Regions from separate parts of the Rattus norvegicus genome. Here region 1 is linked to region 2. The links are chromatin contacts, called in public Hi-C maps. All regions are on one chromosome and are shown on one strand. Each heading gives the region's core, a stretch centred on a gene start, on an enhancer-like site or on the middle of the called end of the contact. The rest is flanking DNA. Distances are from core to core; before and after follow the strand shown. Region 1 overlaps Pakap (paralemmin A kinase anchor protein). Region 2 has its middle 190 kb from the start of Pakap.

Region 1 (3,639 bases), core at 385-2,884, 230 kb after region 2:
GCTTCCGAATGGCATCTTCCTACCTCTCTGGAGTGGGCAACATCACTGCCCAATGCCTAAATAATAATTTTTAGAAGAAACCACAGTGTTCAGTTGTGGCTCGGAAAAACCAACCAGGACTTTCCTCTGAAGTTAGAGACTCTGTGCCCTAAGTGAATGCCAGAGTGCCTGGCGTGCATGAGCTTGCACTTGTTCCAGTGGCTGACTGGAACCGTCTCATGTCTGGCCTCTTCTGTGCCTTTCATCTAGATCCATCCTATCCGAACTAAAACTGGGACTGGCGGCCTGACTGTCTCCTGACTGGTCTTCTCTCAGGAGCCCACAGACGTCTGTAATAGACGGGGGAGGGGTGTCCCACCTTCTGGGCGTGAGCCTACCTGGCCTCAATGTTGCCCCCTTTAATTTATTAGTTTAATTTATTAGTAGTGTTCATGACCTCGATGACGCACACACCAGAGCGACGGCGGCTTTTCACTGTCCTAAAAGCTTCCCCGTTCCCTCACTTGGTGGCCGTTTGTGTTTCATTCCACTGTGGTAGATTCTTGTGATATAAATATTTTCCCAGTGTCATGTGGGTTTGCAGACCTGCTGCATCATCAGCTCCACACTGGCCCATGGTTTGACACTCCTTCCCCAACTTTAGTTAAGAGGCAGCTAAGGGGGTCCGTAGTTGTGCTGTTCAAAACGGTGGTTGCTAGCCTCAGGAGGGGAGCTATTTAAATTTAAATTAAAATTCACTAAAATGGAATGTTTCTCAGCTGTCTGACTGCAAACTTCAAAGGCCTACTGGCCACATGTGGAGAGCGGCTGCCATTTTGGGTGGCACAGCGTAACAGGACCGGGCAGCTTGGAGAGAGAGAGTGTGACTTTAGAATATTCAGCTGTGGGATACGGGTGGAACTCAGCTGTAGTGTGTTTGTCCAGCATGCTCAATGCTCCGGGTTCAGCCTCCAGCACTGCAAAGCCAAAACCAAAGACACCTGAGGCAGAGTCAAGTCTCGTTTAAAGAAACTTGTAAACCTGTGAGAGAGAAAAAGGACATTGGAAATCATGCACCAGGTAGTATGTGGATTTTGGCTTTGAAATTAAGTCACCTGTCCCGCCCCTTTGTCCGGTCTCTGCTACTCATCACCTACCCCCAGCAATACGAGAGCCTGTGTCACCGTTGTCAGGGTGTTGAATGAGCGAATAGAGCAGAGGGAAGAAACAGAAGTTGGTTCATGTGGACTCTGTGCTAATTTTCCTCCCCATCTCTTTTCAGGTCCTGGAGGCCACTCGGGTTAATCGAAGGAAGAGTGCTCTGGCCTTGCGCTGGGAGGCAGGGATTTATGCCAACCAGGAGGAGGAGGACAATGAATAAACTTCCTTCAGCCCAGGAAACTCCTTGGCCAAAGAGTTTCCGCAAAGAAACCAAGAAATTATTGAATCAGACGCATTTTAATAGACTACTTATTAAAGTGCATACAAACTCAATAACCCTCATGTAGACCAGAAGCTGCAATACACAATGATAATAAAACAAAACGAAACACAAAAAAGCAAAGCGAAGCGAACAGGAAGTTCACCCATCAAACTCTGAGACGGGGCAGAGGAGAAAGGGTGTCTTTGTGACTCAAAGAAAGCCTTGGCTTTGGACCATTCCACAACTGATCCAAAGGGACACAGACGGGACAAGCAAGTCCACGTAGTTGCTGCAGGCAGAACTGAAGCCAGCCTCGGCTGGGCGTTACGGAGGAGCAAACAGGCCATTCCAAGGCAACCAACAGGCCCCAGCCTGGTGCAGCCTACAGCACACAGGCTACCCCTCCACCAGCTTCCCACCCCTTTCTCCGTCAAGGCATCAGAAGTGTTGGGTTGACTCCATTTTCTCCAGCAGCCATAAAAACAAATGGTGTTCCTTTCCATAGTTGCCCCAAAAGGAGGCAACAAGGATTCGATCTCTCTTATATGTAATCATTTGAAATTGGGAGCACCTAATGGTCACAATATATATAAAGTCTGTATTTTTAAGGCAATATCTCTTCACGTTGCAGACGCAATCTATCCTACAGCAGGAGGTTGAGGACGGTGGGGGAGAGAGCCAAACCAAAAGGGTTATTAGCTTTAGGACCTTGTCTGCTTTTATCGTTGACTGATCAGTTTAGGGAAACACACTTTCACGGTTACGTTTCTTCATATGAAAAGTATATTTAGTGAGCAATGACTATTTTTATGATGGGATGGGGGAACAGGGACACGGGATAAAACCTGTACACATTTGAACGGCTTGGTTCAAGATGGTAGGGGTATTTTTAGAATGGCAATAATTGAAAATAAAAGGGGGCAGACTCTGCCTTCAGGAAGGTAGATGACCAGAAATAAGGTGTTTGTAACTATTTTCTATTTTAAAGTGGGCCTTAGAGGTGGCTGTGGCATAGGATGAGCTGTTTTGGATCTGAGAAAGGCAACCTTAAACGCATGGAGATAGGAAGAGAAAGGGGCGAGAGAGACAAAGAATGGGAAAGGAAGGAAGGAAGGGAGATTATTTTTGCTGAACAACCAGTGTTTTCCAGGACGACAGAGAGAAAAATATAGCATAGAAATTTAAGTACACATGTGGAATCAGCTACAAATCCTAAAGATGGTGTGTATGCCTTTGTGTGCTTGTATAAGGCATGTATGTTGGTGAGTAAATATATGCCAGCGTGGGGTGTGTGTGTGTGTGTGTGTGTGTGTGTGTGTGTGGTGTGTTGACCGTGACACATGGGTGTACAGTATTTCCTCTGTAGCTGCCTGTCGACTTCAGGAGTGAGTGACAGTTTTCTTTTTTTATGAAAAGGCACAGGGAAGACACAGGGCTGATGCAGTATTCCTGATGTCAAGCTGACTGAACTATGGCATTTGCATGAGTGACAGTCGTGAAGTTTCCAGCAGTTTTGTATTGATAATTTGACATTTAGTACACACCCTATTTATTCTCATGCTTTCTGTCCGTGCCTCGTGTACCACAGAGGACACCGGCTTCATTCTTTCTGTCATTTCAAGCAATATGATAAGGACGTTCACTAATCGGGTGCCCTGAGTTTCTGAATGAGAAAATGTTTCATTTCTGGCCAGGAAGGGGAGGTGGGAGGAGGGGGAGAAGGCATGGAAGGGGAAGGAGGAAGAAAAAGAAGAACTAACCAGCCTTCATTATTTTTCCTTTATTTTTAAGCTATTTCTTACAAGCAATAATTAAATCATACCTTGCTAAAATTCATTTTTGTTTTTATGTTATTATGTTATAAGATCTAATATGTTATTCTAATGAGTAGCGACTCCACAATACTTATATGCACACTCCACACACTATCTTGGCTTTTTTGTTTTGTTTTGTTTTGTTTTCTTTAAATTAGGCTAGTGTGACTTTAGGGAAAAGCTTACTCACTAGTAAGTAGTGGGCACAGGTAAAAAGATGGAGTTGTCTCATGGCTTATAGGGATGCTTAAAAACTACCAAGGGAACGTGTAACTCCAAGACAGATTCTGCAGTCGCTAGCCAAAATCGTACGCCGGAAGTGCGCGCCGTCTTTAGATGGTTCATTCTTTTAGACATAATGTTATTAAAAATGCTAGCCACTGAGGACAGAAAGCAAAGGCAGAGAACTGTGCTGCAAGGAAT
Region 2 (3,723 bases), core at 1,148-3,647:
GGATGTTTTGGTTTGTCCTGTAAAGCAGTGCACGCTGCCTTTAACAAATCATCTTCCAATATTTCTAAGGCACTAGAATTGACAAGAGGCACAAACTTCTAAACAGGGCTTATACAATAGCAGACAGCATTCTTGGTGTTTTAGGCACAAACTCATTTATTGTCATAATTTTTAGCTCTGTGGCTATGACTGCCACTCTATCACAGATGGAGAAACTGAGGCATGGATATTTAGCCTGTGTTTCAGTCTGGAAAGGACAGAGAGCTGTCTTTAAATCTCAGATTCAGGACTGGACTGGTGGCTTAGCAGCTATAAGCACTGACTGCTCTTCCAAAAAAAAAAAAAAAAAAAATGGGTTGGCTTTCCAGAATCTACATGGCAGCTTACAGTCTACAACTCCAGTTCCAGGGACTCCTATATCCTCTTTTGTCCTCTGAGGGCACTGCTTGAATGTGGTACACAGACATACATGTGGGCAAAACACATTTACACATAAAAATTTACAAGTAAATAAATGTCAAAATAAATTAACTTCAGTTTAGTGGCACTGCTAATCCAGCTTATTTAATGGAAACTAGCTAACACCTATGCCTAAAACAAGCAGGCGGTTGCACAAATATTCTATCTGTCTGTCTGTCTCATCTCTATCTCTATCTGTCTCTCCCTCACAATTTTCTCTTCTTAACACTGCAATAAAACAATCCCCAATTACTGTGGGAAAGGGCCTCGTATGGTCAAAACCACTCATGGACCTGTTCCCTGCTGCCACTATTGCCACTATTGGGTACAGTTTGGGTTTCATGAAAATGTGAGCATTCCCAAGTGTGGCTGTTGTGTTCAGGCATCTGTCCCCTCACACAAAACCATGTATTGCTGGTCCCAGGTCATGGCCTCTGCAGGAGACCTTCCACGCCCAGGCACCTGTCTTAGTTACAAGCCGAGTTTAGTCTGCCTTAGACTCTGCTGTGGCCGGAATTGTACTGAGGCTTCCCTGTGCTCTCAGCAGGTGATGGAAGTTTCAGGAGATGGGAATGTCAGAGAACAGGGAGGGGACTTCTGGAGTAGACCCAACAATATGAAGATGACAGTGTCCAGGGCATATAGGAAGAAGTGAGCCAAGTAAGGATGTCTATTGTAATAGAGCTGGCTGTGCTGATGACCACCTGTACCCCTATTGAGAAAGCAGAGGCAGGAGGGAGTCAGTGAACAGTGCGCGCGCACACACACACACACACACACACACACACACACACACACATGTATACATATATATGTATATATTACACAGTTTTGGCACACTATGCCCTATAGTTTTTGCATTCTTAATTCTCCAAATCCCAAATCTGAAATGCTCCAAAGCTGGAACCTCCTTAAAGTGTTATCAGAGTACCACAAATGGAGAATTTCATACCAAGGGCCTTTGTTTTATGGACAAAATGATTTAAAATAGTGAATGTGTAAAATTAGCATCAGGCTATGTGAAGGAAGCGTATGTAGAATGTGATTAAGATGCTCAACCCATCTTTGGGGAATCCTCTTACCCATGTTCAAGAATCCCAAACCCTGAAGCCTACAGTAAGCCAGGGGTCATGGCGAATGCCTGTACCACCAGCACTTGGTCCGTGGAGGCAAGAGTATTGGAAGGTCAAGGCCCGCTTGCAACACTGTGAATACAAGGCCACACCAGGCCACGAGAGACTCTGCAAAACAGAAACTGAAATTCAAAATGCTTCAAGCATTTCTGGAAAAGATTTTCAGTCTTAAAACAACAACAACAAACAAACAAACAAACAAACAAAAAAAGAATTTTCAGTCTCCGTCTCTGTCCCAGTACTTGCATTTCAAATGGTCTATCAGGTTGTCTCTGACAGAAGGCTTTGATTAAAAGCTTAAGTCTGTAGATAACTGGTTTTGTTTTGATTTTTCCAGTTCTGGAATGGAAGTCGGGTTCTCACAAACACTGGGCAAGTGTTTCTGCCACCGAGCTACATGTCTAGCACAGTACAGGAGAAATCTTAAGCACCATTGTTTTCCTTTGGCTCTGAACTCACGTGTTAACAAAAACTCTAATTTGGCTTCAGGAGTGCCATTCATTTTGGCTTCGATCCCTACACATGAATCATTTTGCATCTGGAAGTTTCCACTGGGGAGTTCCCGATGTGAGGGAAACTTTATTCCTACAGAGCGTGTGGGATGAAAGTTCCAGAAATCTACACCTTTCTCAGAATAGCATTTTCATCATAATAGTTGTTTCAAAACACCATAATAAATATGGTAAGATAGTGGTCATCTCTGCTGACTTAAAAGGAGAAAACCGAAACCACAGACCAGCGGGCCTCACTGAAAGCCAGTCCATCCCTGAGCCTTTACATGATGTAGCCACTAGGAGGCACTCATGAGTCTGAGCCAGGGCGAGCTGCTTCCACCTCAAAACCCCCAAGCAGCAGCGAAAAACTCTAGAGGGCCTTCTCTCTGGCATTTCAAAGACAGTATATTTCTGTTGTATCTGTGAGCGGGTAAAAATGACAGAAATGTCAGAGAGGCTCCAAGGAGGCCAGCAGTGTTGAGCTGAGATGTGTCTACAGCCTTTGCAGGATGCATTGCTGGGCATTTCGACCACTGGAAGAGAAGCCTGAGTTTGCAGACTGTTCCTCCAGGTGTTTCCGGCTCTGGCCCGATGACGGCGTTGAGAAGCGTCTTAGGTGGGGCTTATTGTCCTTGTAGTGGGAACTCGTGAAGTTGAGACAATTTTAGTCCTTGGGAGATTTTTAAGTTACAGGCTTGAAGTTCAGATTTATGCTCTAACACTTCACCTTAAATCTCCAGAGTGGAGAATGGGCTACCTGCTGTCGAGTGTCGAGGGGCCCTGTGGGTCTTGGACAGTCCGGCTGCTATTGGAACTAGTCTGACAAGAAAGTGTGCTGAGAAGGGAAAAATCCAAGGTCTTGCTGAACAAATACAAATTCTAGACACTGGGCAACCCCATTTATTTCATTATCATTATCATTTAATTAATCATTATTTCTGCTTTGCTCACCCGGGCTCGGAGCTGGGGTTTCGTTACAAGCTTTTCCCCACCTTGCCTGGTGTCTGGTCCCTGAGTCTTGTACAGGGCACCCACAGCTGGGCCACAGCTGGGCCACGAGCCCCCAGCTTCTGAGGCGAGGGGCGGGGCCCAGAGTTTGGCCTCTGAGAACAAGCTACAGAACAATGCCCGGAAGTGTCCGAGTGGGAAACAACCTTGCTGGGCTGAGCCCATTCGGAGGAGCTTCCTGATTGGCTTGATCTGCTCTGTGCAGGAACTCTTAGAATAACTTTGGAATTGTCCCAGCAGAGAGACAAACTTCTCCACAGAAAAAGAACTGTCACCCAGTGATGTCAAACACGGAAAACATGGTTAGGAACACCCAAAAGCTCTGACTAAGTTTCCTTCGGAAAAGTCTATTTGGATTTACCTAGCCGCTTATCTCCTTCCTCCGCCCCCAACTCTAACCCTTTCTGAGGCTCTGGCCCCGGTACAATGAGCATGCCATCTATGCTTTCCGAATGGTCAGCATCCTCCCTTCTAGGGCTCAAATGGCAGAGACCCTGTTTGTCCGGCAGCTCATGGAACCCCCACCCCCACCCCCACATGGTGCACATGGCCACAGGCGGAAAGGGCTCCTTTCTCAAAGCAACTTTCAGCAGTACAGTGTGAGCTCTGGCTGGGGGTGAACACTCTTC

What was found. A called contact is a pair of places that touch in the nucleus more often than the background predicts.
Region 1: a Hi-C map of Schwann cells shows a contact between it and region 2, with 9 times the contacts expected there. The contact joins two enhancer-like sites. A contact is called at or near these places in 10 of 12 Hi-C or Micro-C datasets (the A7r5 cell line, the Rat2 cell line, Schwann cells and 6 more) and 1 of 1 datasets of contacts at active chromatin or transcription factors (oligodendrocytes).

What each region holds. Positions count from the first base shown.
Region 1 is chr5:77,438,252-77,441,890 of GRCr8, forward strand. It overlaps Pakap (paralemmin A kinase anchor protein), which reads left to right. Exons shown (of 5, transcript NM_001309260.1): 5 at 1,262-3,639. The coding sequence ends at 1,360. Among named protein-coding and RNA genes, the nearest start is that of C5h9orf152, 23 kb to the right of the region's middle. Within about 2 kb of position 1,635, at least 4 of the 93 cell types and tissues checked have an H3K27ac peak or open chromatin away from gene starts, as enhancers often do. A contact at or near this core is called in Schwann cells, where this site is marked.
Region 2 is chr5:77,206,819-77,210,541 of GRCr8, forward strand. It overlaps a transcript of Pakap not described here. Among named protein-coding and RNA genes, the nearest start is that of Pakap, 190 kb to the right of the region's middle. Within about 2 kb of position 2,398, at least 31 of the 93 cell types and tissues checked have an H3K27ac peak or open chromatin away from gene starts, as enhancers often do. A contact at or near this core is called in Schwann cells, where this site is marked.